Regions from separate parts of the Ovis aries genome. Here region 2 is linked to region 1. A link is a contact called in public Hi-C data. All regions are on one chromosome and are shown on one strand. The core of a region is the stretch at or near the end of the contact, and the rest is flanking DNA. Distances in the headings are between cores, read along the strand shown. Region 1 overlaps FARP2 (FERM, ARH/RhoGEF and pleckstrin domain protein 2). Region 2 holds the start of FARP2 (FERM, ARH/RhoGEF and pleckstrin domain protein 2).

Region 1 (7,787 bases), core at 3,813-6,312:
ACAGGAGACATGGGTTCGATCCCTGGAAGGGAAGATCCCCTGGAGGAGGAAATGGCAACCCACTCCAGTATTTTTGCCTGGAAAATCCCATGGACAGAGGAGCCTGGCGGGCTGCAGTCCATGAGGACAGAAAGAGTTGGACACGACTGAGCTCGTGTGCACACACACGCCCCACAGCAGCGCAGGCGCTGAGCCCTCACCTCTGGGGCCCCAGGGGACTCTCGCGCAGGCCCGCTTCTTTCCTGGCAGTCTCCCGGAGCCCCTGCGTCCTTCTGCTGACACAGGATCTCCGCATCCGGGCATGGCCACCCCCTCCACTCCTCAACACGCCGGCCTGTGTCCTCGGCTCCCACCTGGGTCCTCTCCTGCACCTTCGGCCTCAGAAGGCTGCACGGGGACTGAGTTTTCTGAAGAGCAGCATGTCTGGAAGTTCTTCTACTTTCTTCTTGGGTAGGAGTCTGGCTGCACAGGTGCTGGAAATGACTTTTTTTTCACATTTAGAACCTCCATCCAGCAGTGTCCAGCCCGGCGGCATTTCATGCCTCCCCGCCTCTCCCCAGGAAGCCCGCTGATCTTCTGTGTTCTGACGTCTCAGATGGACAAGTCCTGCCAGATCTCCCTTCACTGGGAGTAAAGCCTGTGGGCACCTTCCACCTGGAAACCCGCGCCTGGAGGTTTGGACGCTTCTCCTCCAGTAACGTCTGCAGCAATTCCTCCGCTGCCGTTTGGGTCCGGCCTCTAGAATCCGGGGTGCTGGGCCGCCTGGGCGCTGCGGGAGTTCCCTCCCGTCTCTCCGTCTCTCACCCTCTGTCTCTCTCTGCTTTGCGGGGCTCTCAGCCTCCCAGGCCTCCTGCTGCCAGCCTGCGCCTCTCCGGGCCGCTGTGTCCCTGCGCCTGGCCGGCTCTCGCTTCAGGGTGTGGGCTTTTACTTCTGAGGCTTCTTCGAGAAGGCCTGGCGCACACACTCAAGGTTGGTGGTGACCCTGCTTGGAGCAAGTCTATGGGCACCGTTTTCCCAGCAGCGCTCACTCACTTCTCTGTACCACATTTTGGGAATTCTCACAGTATTTCAAACCTCTTATTACACCTGCTAAAGTATTTGTCATCAGTGATCTTCGACATTACTTCTGCAAAGGGACATGAAGTACAGTAATATACTAACAAGGCACCCACCTGAGTCCAGACTTAGCGTTCCCCTCTCCCCTCTGTCTTCCCTGGTGGCTCAGACGGTAAAGCGTCTGCCTACAGTGCGGGGGACCTGGGTTCAATTCCTGGGTCGGGAAAATCTCCTGGGGAAGGAAATGGCAACCCGCTCCAGTACTCTTGCCTGGAGAATCCCATGGATGGAGGAACCTGGGAGGCCACAGTCCATGGGGTCGCAGACAGTCGGACACGACTGAGCGACTTCACTTTCACTTTCTTTCTCTCCTCTTCTGAAAGCCTGCTGACTCTAGTCACCATCCAAGGGGTGCCGACGCCAGCTTTTCCACAGGGAATAAATCGTGTGTGTGTGTGTGTGTGTGTGTGTGTGTGTGTGTGCGTGTGTGTGATTTCCTCCCTTTTCCCCACAAGAGGCAGCAAGTCACACACACAGCTCTGAGCACTCTCTCCCTGTAGCAGCGCATCTCAAAGGCCGTCCCGTTTCTTAGGACAGCGCCTGCATCCTCGGGACAGGTGGCCAGGGACCCCGTGACGTGGGTGCAGCACCGTGTGCGTTGTAACCAGCCCTCTAACAGTTAATTACCAATATTTTACTATGACAAACCAGGCAGAGCAGAAACTCACAAGAGAGAGTCTACGCTCATGCTGAAGCTGTGCCTGCTCCCTGGGGATGAGGCGTGGGGCAGAGAGGCTTTCCTGCTTTCGCACCTCCTCCAGCCCCGAGTTTCTGCTTCTCTGAGTCTCTTCTTCTCACAAGTTTGACACCTGCCCTGCAAATACCATCTTCCTTGGAAAGAAGGCTTTCCTCAAGTCCCTGGTTCTCCCTGTCACCGTCTAAGTTCAGCAGGAGGCCCCAGGTGTGCCAAGTCAGGGACCGTCTGGTAAGCCCTGGCCAGGCACCGCCAGGGGACGCTGGTCTATGGGGCACTAGGCAAGGCCCAGCGTCTCTCCAAGGATGCTTATTAGTTGAAACAGAGAGAGCAATAACGATGCAGGGGAAGAGCCAGAAAGCATGGGGTCAGCGTTCGCGTCGCCAGAGAGGCCAGGTGGTGCCCGAGGTCATCCCCGAGGGGTCATGTGTCCCCTGCACGTGGCCCAGCTGGGCACCGTCCCTGACTCTAGCCACAGGAAAACGGTGCCCGGACTGGTCCACTGCTCCGGGTCACAGGCAGCGGCAGCATGACCGCTGAACATTATGGCTACTTCTAGACTGCATCCTGGCCTGCAGAAAACAGGAGCTGCGTGGACACGCCTGGCCAGGTGACAAGGGGGGCAGACCCGTAGATTGAGGGGCCTCAGTGAGAGCTGCACAGCAGCCCCGACAGGGCGTGGTCTCCTCCTGGGGAGCACACAGACGCTCTCAGGGGCAAGGGCCCTGCGAGGGCAGCGTACCCTCAAGGCTTCAGAACATGCGTGTGTGTCTGTGTGTGTCTCTGTGTATATGTGTGCACACGTCTCTCTCTGTGTGTATGCGTGTGCCTGTCTGTGCGTGTACAGCTCCCCAGGTAGTGTTAGTGGTAAAGCGCCTGCCCGCCAGTGTGGAAGGCCTGAGAGGTGTGGGCTTTATCCCTGGGTTGGGAAGGTCCCCGGGAAGAGGGCAGGGCAGCCCACTGCAGCACTCTTGCCTGGAGAGCCCCATGGGCAGAGGGGCCGGGGGGCTACAGTCCATGGGGTCGTGAGGAGCCAGACGTGCTGGCAGCGGCCCAGCGCTCATTGTGCACCTGTGTGCGCCGTGTGCCTGTGCGTGTGCACGTCCCGCTTGTGTGTGTGTGTCTGTGTATATGCGGTCTGCACGGTGTGTCACTGTGTATGTGTCTCTGTGTGTGTGTGTGTGTGTGTGTGTGTGTCTGTGGGTGTTTGTAACTGAGTCTCTGTGTGGATGTGGTCTGTTTCTGTATATATGTATCTCTGTACACGTGTGTGTCTCTGTGGCTGTGTGTGTATGTGTATCAGTATGTATGTGTGTGTATATGTGGTTTGTATGTCTGTGTTTGTGTCTGTGTATCTATGTATCTGTGTGTGTGTGTATATGTGGTCTCTGTGTGTGTACATGTGGTCTCCGTGTATATGTGTCTCTGTGTATATGTGTCTCTGTGTGTGGATGTGGTCTGTTTCTGTATATATGTATCTCTGTACACGTGTGTGTCTCTGTGTCTGTGTGTGTCTGTGTATCAGTATGTATGTGTGAGTACATGTGGTTTCTTTGTGTCTATGTATCTGTGTGTGTGTGTACATGTGGTCTGTGTGTACATGTGGTCTGTGTGTATATGTGGTCTGTGTGTATATGCGGTCTCTGTGTGTATATGCGGTCTCTGTGTGTATATGTGGTCTCTGTGTGTATATGTGGTCTCTGTGTATCTGTGGTCTGTGTGTATATGTGGTCTCTGTGTGTATATGTGGTCTCTGTGTGTATATGTGGTCTCTGTGTATATGTGGTCTCTGTCTGTGGATGTGGTCTGTGTGTATATGTGGTCTCTGTGTATATGTGGTCTGTGTGTATATGTGGTCTCTGTGTATCTGTGGTCTCTGTGTATATGTGGTCTCTGTGTATATGTGGTCTGTGTGTATATGTGGTCTCTGTGTATGTGTCTCTGTCTGTGGATGTGGTCTGTGTGTATATTTATGGGTCAGTGTGCGTATATGTGTTCTGTGTCTGTGTCTGTGTGCTGCTATTTGTATATGTGATCTGTGTGTGTGTGAGTGTGTGTGTGGAGGGGCAGGGAGTGAGAACACGGGCCTGGGGGGAACTCGTGTGACGAGCACGTGGGACTCTACGTGCTCGTCTGATTCTCCGTGTTTTCAGATCGTCTGCGATGAGTCTTTGAAGAGGAGGCTCTGAGGGCTGGCCGGCAGCTCCCAGGGCTGGAGTGGGGACCCCGGGGTCAGAAGCCCACTTGCAGGCACTGCCCTCCACCTCCAAGGGGAGGCCCCCGCCCGGGGTGGGGCGGCCGCTCTAACTGTCTTGCCTCCGGCCCCGCCCCGGCGCCCATTCCCCTCGCCTTCCGAGCTCCCAGCTCCGCTGACAGCCCTTGCCCTCCGTGGGCTCCCTTCCATTCTTGGTTCTCACTGATGTCAAGTTTAAAAGATTCCTTCACTGTTATTCCAGTGGGGATTCTGAGGGAGTGGAAATGGATTCAGTCTGCCGCCTTTAACCCAACGTCTCTAATCCTTTGCTTTTGCAATTTCTTCTGGACATAGATGGCTTGCGCTTTTCTGGAAGAATGACAGCCTCGATTCAGGGCTGCGCTTTTCTGGAAGAATGACAGCCTCGATTCAGGGCTGCGCGTGCCCGTGTGCCGGGCAGGGGCCGCCGGCAGAGGGCGTGCGAGTGGGGCCTGGGCACGGCGGGGCCGGGGCTCAGGAGGAGGCCACACCGCTGACGCTCTAAGTGCAAGCCTGGCATTCTTTCCGACAGGAAACTGAAATTTGATGCCTGATTTTAAAAGAGAAAGGAAGAGAAAGGAAGAGAAGGCGAAACTAAGCGTTCTTGGCTGGGGAGGCTGGGCTCAGACCGGCTGTCTCAGGGGCTGCGTGAAGCCCGTCGCGGAGGGAGGCGCTGCAGCGGGAGGCCTCGTTCCCGAGGTGCCGAGGTCCTGGGCGGGACCCGCGCCAGGGAGGGCCCCGGAGCCCGGGCGGCCCCGCGCCAGGGAGGGCCCCGGAGCCCGGGCGGCCCCGCGCCAGGGAGGGCCCCGGAGCCCAGGCGGCCCCGCGCCAGGGAGGGCCCCGGAGCCCAGGCGGCCCCGCGCCAGCGAGGGCCCCGGAGCCCAGGCGGCCCCGCGCCAGGGAGGGCCCCGGAGCCCAGGCGGCCCCGCGCCAGGGAGGGCCCCGGAGCCCAGGCGGGCGCCCGCGGCTGCTTCCGGGTGCTTCACACCACCAGACCCAGCACGCAGATACGTCACCAGAAACACTGCTCGGGGCCCTTCACGTATCTCCTCCCTCGCGCACATCCAGCGGGTGCAGACGGCCCCAGGACCACGGGCGCGGCCCCCGAGGCTCTCCAGGTGGCTCGGGCTCCTGCACTCAGTGGGACTGTGGCCGGCGGCGGAGACCCCACGCGCAGCAGCCCCCCACCCCCGGGGCAGACGCCGCCCTGCAGGGTGCTCTGAGCCCCCGGGTGAGGTTCCGGGGGACGACCTTCCAAACAGCATTAGAAGGAAGAGTGGGCTCCGGGACAGAGTCCAGGGCTAGGAAACGACCTCTCTAAGGGGGACAGGCGGGACCACACAGTCCAAATGCTCCGCCTCCCAGTGTGAGGTGACTCGGCGACAAAGACTCGCCAGCGCACGAAAGGAGGGCACCCCGCCACCTACCTGGAACACCAGGATGCCCGTGTGTGAAACGGCCAGCTTGATCTTGGCCCCCTCCCGGTCAGAAGCCGAGTGAAATCTGATGCCGTACATGTCCAGCTTCCGGGCAATTTCCAGCACCTGGAAGTCTGACTCAGCCGGCGTCTGGCCCCTGCAATGAAAGACAGCAAGTTCACAGCGCTCCTGAGAGCAGAAACTCAGACAGAGAGACCAGAAAACAGAGCGGACACACAGGCAGCACAGGGGCTCCAGTCTTCAGGGGGGCGGCCACGCCCTACAGATGTGTACCCACAACGAAGAACGCTGCACAGAGGCCACAGAAGCTGGCCCCTTCCTTCCGGTCGGTACTCCCCAGGGGGCAGATACTTTCTTTGCACTCCTGAGATGCTCAGCCTTATGATTTTATCTTCATACAGACAAACTGATGTCCAAACATTACAGGCAGAGACGAATACTAAAGACGGGACACACCACGTATTTAATGGTATTTAATGGTATCTCAGTACGTCAAGGCTGTATATTGTCACCCTGCTTATTTAACTTCTGTGCAGAGTACATCATGAGAAACACTGGACTGGAAGAAACACAAGCTGGAATCAAGATTGCCGGGAGAAATTTCAGTAACCTCAGATATGCAGATGACACCACCCTTATGGCAGAAAGTGAAAAGGAGCTAAAAAGCCTCTTGATGAAAGTCAAAGAGGAGAGTGAAAAAGTTGGCTTAAAGCTCAACATTCAGAAAATGAAGATCATGGCATCCGGTCCCATCACTTCATGGGAAATAGATGCAGAAACAGTGTCAGACTTTATTTTTGGGGGCTCCAAAATCACTGCAGATGGTGACTGCAGCCATGAAATTAAAAGACGCTTACTCCTTGGAAGAAACATTATGACCAACCTAGACAGCATAGTCAAAAGCAGAGACATTACTTTGCCGACTAAGGTCCATCTAGTCAAGGCTATGGTTTTTCCAGTGGTCATGTATGGATGTGAGAGCTGGACTGTGCAGGAGGCTGAGCGCCGAAGAATGGATGCTTTTGAACTGTGGTGTTGGAGAAGACTCTTGAGAGTCCCTTGGACTGCAAGGAGATCCAACAAGTCCATTCTGAAGGAGGTCAGCCCTGGGATTTCTTTGGAAGGAATGATACTAAAGCTGAAACTCCAGTACTTTGGCCACCTCACGCGAAGAGTTGACTCACTGGACAAAACTATGATGCTGGGAGGGACTAGGGGCAGGAAAAGGGGACGACAGAGGATGAGATGGCTGGATGGCATCACGGACTCGATGGACGTTAGTCTGAGTGAACTCCAGGAGGTGGTGATGGACAGGGAGGCCTGGTGTGCTGCAATTCATGGGGTCGCAAAGAGTCGGACACGACTGAACAACTGGACTGAACTGAACTGAACTGAACTGAATGGTATCTAACGGACGTCCCTGGTGGCTCAAGTGGTTAAGCGTCTATCTATAATGTGGGAGACCTGGGTTCGATCCTTGGGTCAGAAAGATCCCCTGGAGAAGGAAATGGCAACCCAGTACTATTGCCTGGAAAATCCCATGGACAGAGGAGCCTGGTAGGCTACAGTCCATGGGGTCGGAAAGAGTCGGACATAACTGAGCAACTTCACTTTCATTAAACCCACTTCAAAACTTTAAAAGGTACAATGCTAATCATTAGAATATACCTTTATAAAAATTAAATTATGCAAATGAACAAAAATAGAATCACCAAAACAAATGGCGTTATCCTTGCCTGGCACACAGTCCGCAGACAGTGAGCAGCTCCAGGGCAGGGCGCTCAGGACGCCCAAAGCCTCCACGAGCAACTTCCATAAACAGCTCGTTTTCCTTCTTGCTTCTGAAAGCCTGAGTTTTGGGATCTTTTAGGAATAACACGACTGCTTGGCTTACGCCATTCTTGGAATTTCCATCCTTTGACTAAAATGTGTGTCCTCTGAAGCTGACCAGACACTTATCAGCTGACACTCTAATAAGCCCTCAGCAAGGCGATGGCCCCGCTGCATGCAAGCGTCTTCTTCGCCTGCTCATCTCCTGGTGGACACTGTTTTCTGGGCATCGCAAGGAGTGCAGCTGTGAGCACGGGGCTGCACGCATCTTGTCCAGTCAGGGTTTCTGTTTTCTTTCGATAAACACCCAGGAGTGGAAATTTTCATTTAATGTTAGATTTTTAAAATTGGAGCTGGTTTACAGTGCTGTGTTAGCTTTTGGCACAGAGCACAGTGAATCTGATGCATATGCGTATGTCTCCTCTTTTCTGGACTCTTCTCCCGTGGAGGCCATCACAGAACTGGGTCTGTTTTT
Region 2 (7,787 bases), core at 3,086-5,585, 61 kb after region 1:
CTCCTAACAGTCAGCAATAGAGGTTTCCCATCAACCATGCTAGAGGAGCCGCTGAACTCACTCTCTTCTCTGTCACGCTAATTAAAAAGGACACGGCCAAGTGGAAAGTGGCACAGAGGGTGTCAGGGCTCAAGACAGCAACACCAACTCTTATCTGCTGCTGCTGCTGTTAACTTGCTCAGCTGCGTCCGGTTCTTTGTGACCCCACGGACTGTAGCCCACCAGGCTCCTCTGTTCATGGAATTTTCCACGCAAAAATTCTGGAGTGGGTTGCCATTTCCTTCTCCAGGGGATCTTCCTGACCCAGGGATTGAACCTGGGTCTCCTGCGTGGCTGGCAGATTCTTTACCACTGAGCCACTGGGAAACAAAGGTGCGTCAGGTAATTAGCAAATACGCTATTTTTCTGGATCTTTTCTGAATGTTGTATTAATGGTCAGCTTTCTCAACTCTGTAACGTATTTACTTTTTCTCATTCTAAATAAATATTTGCACTCCAAGTTAATTTTTATTTCTAACACTGTGTTTCTTAAAGAGGTCCCCTCCCCTACACTGGTAAATCTCAGGTCCCATAAAAACTGCTATCCACTCTGCCCCGATGAAACCTGACTCACCCAAATGTTCAGCGAGCACCTTGCTTCTGAAAAGAGCAAGTCCAAGTCCCTAAAAGCACAGGAGCCTCTGAGAGGAGAAACCCCCGCCCCCCTCACCCCACTGCCCCATCACAGCAGGGAAGACACAGAAGCCAGTCTCCTAAGTGCTGGTAAGAGCTGCAAGGAGTGAAGCCAGAAGCCGCTAGGGATCTGGTGGGTGGAGAGGGAGGGAGGAGGCCTCAGCGAAAGGCGGGTGTCTGTGTCAGACCCCTCAAGAGTCCTGAGTGGCCGCCAGGCCCGCCCCTGGCTCACAAAACAAGGAATCCAGGCTCAGAAAGGTTAGTGACTTGCAACGCGTGTGACCTCAGCCTTCCCCCACCCCCGCCCTCACGGTGTGCCATTCCCTCTTGGGCTTAAGGGACCCCACGTGCTGAGCATGGGATGAGCCAGAAGGGGAGACGCCTGTGGAAGTGGCCCGGACCACACAGCGGAGTGCAGGCAGCACCAGGGAGCACTGAGGAGGGGGCGCGGCTGGCCTTGCTGGGCGGCTCTCCAGCACGGAGTGGAGCTGGGCCCACGGCGGAGTGGAGGGCTGGCTGGGCAGAGCAGTGCACACGGGCGGGGCCCTGAGGGCACCCACGGGCTGGGCCGTGGGGGTCCTCAGAGCCCACCTAGGAGGCCTGGGTGGGATCTCACCACCTGGTACTCTGCAGCTAGGAGAGATGGGCGAAGCCAAGCTCATCACTGCATCCGACAGTGTCAGAGGGCCTTTCTGGTCTTGGATTTTAAAACGACTGTAAATTGGAAAACAGTCCTGTGACCCTAAAATAAAACCACTTACATCACTCCACCTTCTCCTCCGGTCCTTGTCCACATCCTCGTGTATTTTTAAATCAGTGGAAAGGCTGTGTACGAGCTGCTTTGCCGTTTTGGTTGAGATGTCTCTTTGAACGTATTTCCAGGGATCATAATGGTTCAAATTTTGTCGGGAGGGAAGGGCGAGGAGGGGTCGCCGGGGCGTGTCTGCGGCCGCAGAGCGCGCTACCAGTCTCACTTGCCGTGTGTACCCAAGTCTGCTTTCAAACCGGGATTCCAAAATCTAAACCTTTTCTCACTTATTGCTAGGTGCTCTCCATAAAGATTAGACCAATTTACAGAATCACCAGAAAGCCATCACATTCTGGCCTCCGTCATGTTAAGCTCTGTGGAGCCCTCACTTTTGACACCCGGTTGCCAAGGTAAAGCCCGGAGCTGACAAATATGCTGCAGCCCAACGACGCTCCACACGTGGATCTCAGACAGCGGGACGGGGCGACCTCGGCTCCAGCGACCTCGGGCGACTCAGCTTTACAGGGCTTTTCCTGCACAGAACGCCAAGGTGTGTGCAGGAAACTTGCGACCCACTGAGCAAAAGGGGAGGTGGCAGGCTTACAAGAGAGTGGGTGAAGGAAAAGCAGGAACAAACCTGAAAGGATAAGCAGCAGGAACAGCCACCTGCTACCTTCTCAGGACAGAGGGCGCACTGCTGTGCCGAGAGGCAAGGTGTTTGGAAAGGAGAGGAGGGGCCTGATGGACTGAAAAGCACACGCAGAGAACTAGCCATGCCTCCACCTTTGCTTTGTCAACACAGGCCATGCCCTTCTCCCAGGAAGGACAGCTCTGCTTAAATACTGCCTCCTTTTTTCCGGACTGTGCACCCAGACTGCTTTTCTGCCCGACAACATGACGGCTGACACCGATTAAGCACTTAGTGGGTTCCAGGCAGCTAGCTACTGATGCCTGATCCTCACAAGTCTATGAGGCACGTAAACTGCAACCCCATTTGTTGCTAAGGAACCCAAGGAGAGATACGTGAATGTATCATAAAAATTCCTCTTCTGGGGAAGGAATTAGTATAGAAGGAAGCAGGGAGCCTACCAGGAGAGAAGGTCCAAGCAGGTGACGAGCCAGCAAACTTCTGCAGCTCTTGCAGCTCCTGGTCCAGACAGCTCAGTGCTCACTGAGGCTCAGCAACAAAGCAGGAGTCCTGGCCCAGGAAGCGGGTCCAGGCGTGATCCGGCACCGGCCACCCACTCTGCTTCCAACTGGGGCCAGGGCCTGGCCACATCATCTCTGCAGATTTTGAGACAACTTAACTGCAGCCATGAAGTTAAGCCGTGTGCTCCTTGGAAGGAAAGCTATGACCAACCTAGACAGCATGTTAAAAAGCAGAGACATCACTTTGCTGACAAAGACCTGCAAAGTCAAAGCTATGGTTTTACAGTAGTCATGTATGGATGTGAGAGATGGACCATAAAGAAGGCTGAGCGCTGAAGAACTGATGCTTCCAACTATGGTGTTGGAGAAGACTCTTGAGAGTCCCTTGGACTAAAAGGAGATCAAACCAGTCAATCCTAAAGGAAATGAACCCTGAATATTCATTGGACTGATGCTGAAGCTCCAATACTTTGGCCACCTGATGTGAGGAACTGACTCATTGGAAAGACTGAGGGAGAGGAGGAGAAGGGGGTGAGAGGAAGAGATGGTTGGATGACAACGGTCCCTCAGTGGACATAAGTTTGAGCAAACTCCAGGAGACAGTGGAGGATAGAGGAGCCTGGTGTGCCACAGTCCATGGGGTTGCAAAGACATGACAGTCAGAGAGAGTGAACAACAAAACAAAATACAAACACCAGGTGTGAAGTGCTTCATAACCCCTCACGGAGAGTTACGTCTTGTGGTGTAAGGAACTCAGGACTTTCAAAGGGCCGCAGATACAGATGAACATCAGATCTGCCTGCAAGCAAAGGCCACTCCACGCCTGCCCAGCTCCCAGGTGCGCCGCTGGCCCTGCACACCACCCACCAGCCCTCTGGCGCCGTGCCACGGCCATCACGCTCTCCAGAGTGCCCCGCCCAAAGCTCCGCACAGAGACAGCAAAGGCGCACGGAAAAGCCACCCTGAGATGTACCTCTTCCCTTCACTGTGGGCTCGGGCTATTTCCTTCAGTGCACCTCCCGGGAATCTGTTTTCTCGGCAATTACGACCGACCAGCACGCGGAAGGCCTCCGGAGGCCGTGGCCACCAGGGTAGGTGTGGACCCCGGCCTGAGCGATCGCTAGGCATGGTCAGGTCCCAGCTATCAGGGCGGGCTCTGGAAGGCTCTCACTGCCTGAGGAGCCTTTCCAGGTTTCCCGGAGTAAAAGCATTAACACCTAATACCAGCCTTAAGACCATTTAAGGAAAGGCCAAAAAGGGCATGGCCGCAAGTCGCCCGAGCTTCCACTTGCGGTTCTGCCCAGGCCTCACGAGGGGCCCCCACGCCCACCCGGGGCCCCCACGCGGAGCCCCCACGCCCACCCGGGGCCCCCACGCGGGGTCCTCTCGCGCACCCCGGGGCCCCCACGCGGGGTCCTCTCGCACACCCCGGGGCCCCCACGCGGGGTCCTCACGCGTACCCCGGGGCCCCCACGCGTACCCCGGGGCCCCCAGCGGGCAGGCTCCCCAAACAGCGCCCTCCTCACACGCGGCCCGCCGCCCGAAGGCCTTCCCAGGCCAGGAGCAGACTTCTCTGGCCGCTCGCTGTCCGGAGGCGCCCGCCCTGCCTCAGGCTTCGGCCTGCGGCCTCCGCCGCCCGCCCCCGAGGCGTGCCCTGGCCCCCGCTCGCCCGCTGCCGCGCGGCCCCGCGCCCTCACCGGCTGTCCGACCCGAGCTGTCGCCCGCAGCGGCCTCCGAGTCCGCGCCGGCTCCGCCCGGCTCCCTACTGCCCGCGGGCCGCCCCCGCGCCCCGCGCCCCTTCCCCGCCCCGCCCAGGGCCCCGCCCTCGCCCCGCGGATGCGCCGCCGATTGGTCTGACGGCTCCTGGGGCGGGGCCTCCGCGGCCGCAGCCTGGAAGCGCGGCACAGAGCTCCGATTGGTGGATTTGTAGGGCGAGAAGGCACGCGCAGAGTCGGATGTAATTCGGCCAGCTCGGCTCGCGGAGCCGCGGGCGGTTCTGGGCGCGGCGTCGGCTCAGGGGGCGGGGCGGCAGATCCGTGCTTGGGGCATGGTTACGGCTCGGGAGGGGCGGGGCGTCGGCACGGGGGGCGGGGCGCGACTCCGGCCCAGATCTGTCTGCAGCCTCGTTCTGCCCTGGGCCGTGGCCGCCTGCGTCCCTGTTACCAGGTCCTCTTCTCCTGGGGCTACCCGGGTGGGCCTAGGGGCGCCGAGGGCCAGGCGAAGGTGTGCTGTAGAGGAAACGGGCCGTGCTGGGCGCCCAGCGGCCCCCTAGCTTTCGCGGTCCCCCACCGGGGAATGGAAACGTGGCACCATCTCCGGAGCGCCCAGGCCCACGATTTGCGGGAGCACACGCCCCTTCTTCGAGCAGTTGAGTGAGCTCCTGTGCATTCTTGGAGATCCGGCTCAACTTGCCCCGGTCCTGCCCCCGCCGCGGTCCCCGCGGGCAGGCCAGGAGCGCCCCCGCGCGGCTATCTAGGAAGTAAGTCCCGAACCATCCTGGAGAATCCTGGTTGGTTGGCCTCCGGGCACATCTCACACAAGGAGGAGTATCTGCTTTCCGCGGGGCTGCCTCGGAAGGGCACTCTTGCCTCCGTTGTTTCCGCCGGGTTTTTTCTCTAACCGGCCCTCAGCGCAGAACCCCGCACCCGTCCCCTCCGAGGCACAGAACCCCGACAGGAGCACACTGCCAGGGAGGCCACGCAGGGAGACCCTGGTCAGAGCGGCGGGGGACCCAGTAGAGGCTGCAGAGCATAAGCCGGAACACCGAGGGAGGGACGGGCCTGGAGAGAACTACAGAAGAAAAGGGGCCCAGGCGGTCCTGGGCGGAGGGGCCAGGGGTCCGGATGCCACCCCCAGATCAGGTTTCCAGCATTCCTCCTGGTCAGTGGCTGTCCCTACCGTGAATGAGACCTTGCTTCTGTCACGTTTTCTACCCGGAGGGCAGACATCGAGCTCTCATTAGAGCTCCTTTTTATCAGTTCCCCTGTAAATCCTTTCTTTCCAGGCTTCGTGGCTCCTCCTTTCCAGCTGGGATCACCAGTACAGAGCTGTTCTGTACTGATGTTCATGCGAATACTTCCTCCCCATTTTTTATACACAGGAAATGCAGAACTTTCTCTGAGTGTTTCTGAGATCTTACACCTTTACCTTGTAAAGAGCAAAGAATATCTCACTTAATATCTAAACAATAGTGCTTTATTGGTGAAAGGTTAGTTTCAGCGGATACAAAATTGCTGTGTAAAATAAGTTTTCAAAATACATTTTTATAGGTAAAGTTTTATCTCTTAGTAACTAAAGAGCAATTATCTATTAGCAAAAGTATTTAGATTGGAGCAGCAAAACAGAAGGGAATTTGAAAGTGTAGGTCCACCCACACCCACGCATCCATTAGGTGGCAGCTGGCACTGGACTTACTGGGCTTATACCGTCTACCACTTTGAAGTACTGCCACCCCACCCCCTTTTAAAAAACAGCTTTTACTAGCGTAGCTGATAAATGCCAAAATGGAACACTTCTTGGTAAATAAAACCTGTACACTGCACCCAAACCTACAGCTCTTGACCGCTCCCAGGCAGGCAGCAGCGAAGGGCAGTCGGGAGAACACCAGACGGCCTTCGCTGCGCAGCGCACCTGGCTAATGCTGCCACCATCTCCCTTCCTTCCTGGGCGGCCTCGGCCCTGCAGCGCAGCGCTTCTCCACGTCAGCCCCTGTGCTCCAGTGGGATGAGAACGCTGAGCCAGCAGCCACTCCCTCCAGTCTCCTTCCATGTGGCACTTCTGGGGACCGATCAACCGCGGGGCAAGGAACCGGCCGGTGCGGCACCCACGGTGGCGCCGCCAGCCAGCCCACAGGGCAAGTCTGAGAGCGCCTTCACTCTCAAGCCACCTGTGGACAAGTCTGTGCTAACACGTCAGGAAGGAAACCACGGCGGCTGAAAACAGATGGGACAGGCCACACACGGCTATCTGCCTGAACACCGTTGAGAGTGGGATTAGTCCAAGTGAAGCCAAACCAGAACTGCGCTGGGAACCGTGGCGGCGCTGCCCAGACGCAGCTTCCACACCGCAGTCACAGGAAACACGCCAAGCCTGCCACAACGGCAGGCTTCTGCACAGACCAACTGCTAACTCCCCGTAAGAAGTTATGCTTGAATCTAGTTGAGTACAGAGCTCACCGACTCTCACCACATAGGCCGGGGTCTCAGCCGTGACGTGGAAACGGTCGCTCGAGGGCTTTCGTGGCAAACTCTATAGAACGTGGCTTGTGCTGAGTCCTCTGCACAGTGGTTTAAAAAATGGCCTCACAATTCAAAGACTTGTTTAAAAACTCACCCCTAACAGCCTGCTTGTAAAAAAGCTATTTAAGTATAAACATGTATCCAATTAGATACCTTTTCATTTGGTAAACAGATAACGTGCAGATGTATTAACAGCGTGAAGCTATAGCAGCAGAACTGGTTTTGGACGTTGTGGTTGAACGAAAGTAAAGGCAGGGAGCAGGCGCCGCAGCCCGGGGAGAGGCGGCCCGGCACCCAGGCAGCTCATCCTTCTGTGTTCATGTCTCTGCCGCACAGGAACGTTCTCGGAAATCTGAACGTTCTATAAGTAAATCTCGATTAGTCGGTTAGGCCAGTCAGACAAAATTCCCCTATTAACTATACGTGCTGACTGGTTCCTGGGAATCAGTTCTAGCGTTAGTGGTTACTTAAAGTGGAAGAATAAGGAAAATGGACAGTTCACTTCACAGAATATAAAGTATAACGTAACAACGAAATGCAAATGTTAAGGTACTGCATACAAAATAACATTGGAAGTTCTAAAAAAAATTAAATTCTTAGGCACAGGTACTGTGAAATGTGGACAGGCACCCCCCCAACAGTCTTGAAAACACGCAGCTGTGTTACTCATCGGAATAGTTATCTTGAAAAGTGTTTCCTGGAAAGACAAAACACAAGACATTCATGTGGGAGTGAGGCCCTGCCCACTACTCAGACCACAACCAGCAGGATTTTTCTGTGTAGGAACAAAAGGGCAAAGGTTGAGCAGACAGTGGGCCCCAAGGACCACAGTGTCTACTAAAGGCAAAACCTCATTAACAAAGTTCTTGAAAACTGGGATGAAACGTACGCAGAAATGTATTGGTTTTATGTACCCAAAGTGGAATTCTCATAATTCCGTAAAGCTTCAGAAAGAGGAGCGGCAGGACAGAGAAGTGAGC

What was found. A called contact is a pair of places that touch in the nucleus more often than the background predicts.
Region 2: a contact with region 1 is called in a Hi-C map of muscle, with 6 times the contacts expected there. The contact joins the promoter of FARP2 here to the enhancer-like site in region 1. A contact is called at or near these places in 6 of 16 Hi-C or Micro-C datasets (blood, hypothalamus, mixed tissues and 3 more).

What each region holds. Positions count from the first base shown.
Region 1 is chr1:411,774-419,560 of ARS-UI_Ramb_v3.0, forward strand. FARP2 (FERM, ARH/RhoGEF and pleckstrin domain protein 2) reads right to left here. Exons shown (of 27, transcript XM_042239310.1): 8 at 5,471-5,618. Among named protein-coding and RNA genes, the nearest start is that of STK25, 48 kb to the left of the region's middle. Within about 2 kb of position 5,063, at least 28 of the 54 cell types and tissues checked have an H3K27ac peak or open chromatin away from gene starts, as enhancers often do.
Region 2 is chr1:473,555-481,341 of ARS-UI_Ramb_v3.0, forward strand. FARP2 (FERM, ARH/RhoGEF and pleckstrin domain protein 2) reads right to left here and starts at 4,336. Exons shown (of 27, transcript XM_042239310.1): 1 at 4,267-4,336. It overlaps LOC121817693, which reads left to right and starts at 4,580. Exons shown (of 1, transcript XM_042239140.2): 1 at 4,580-7,787. It overlaps SEPTIN2 (septin 2), which reads right to left. Exons shown (of 13, transcript XM_042239362.1): 13 at 5,749-7,504.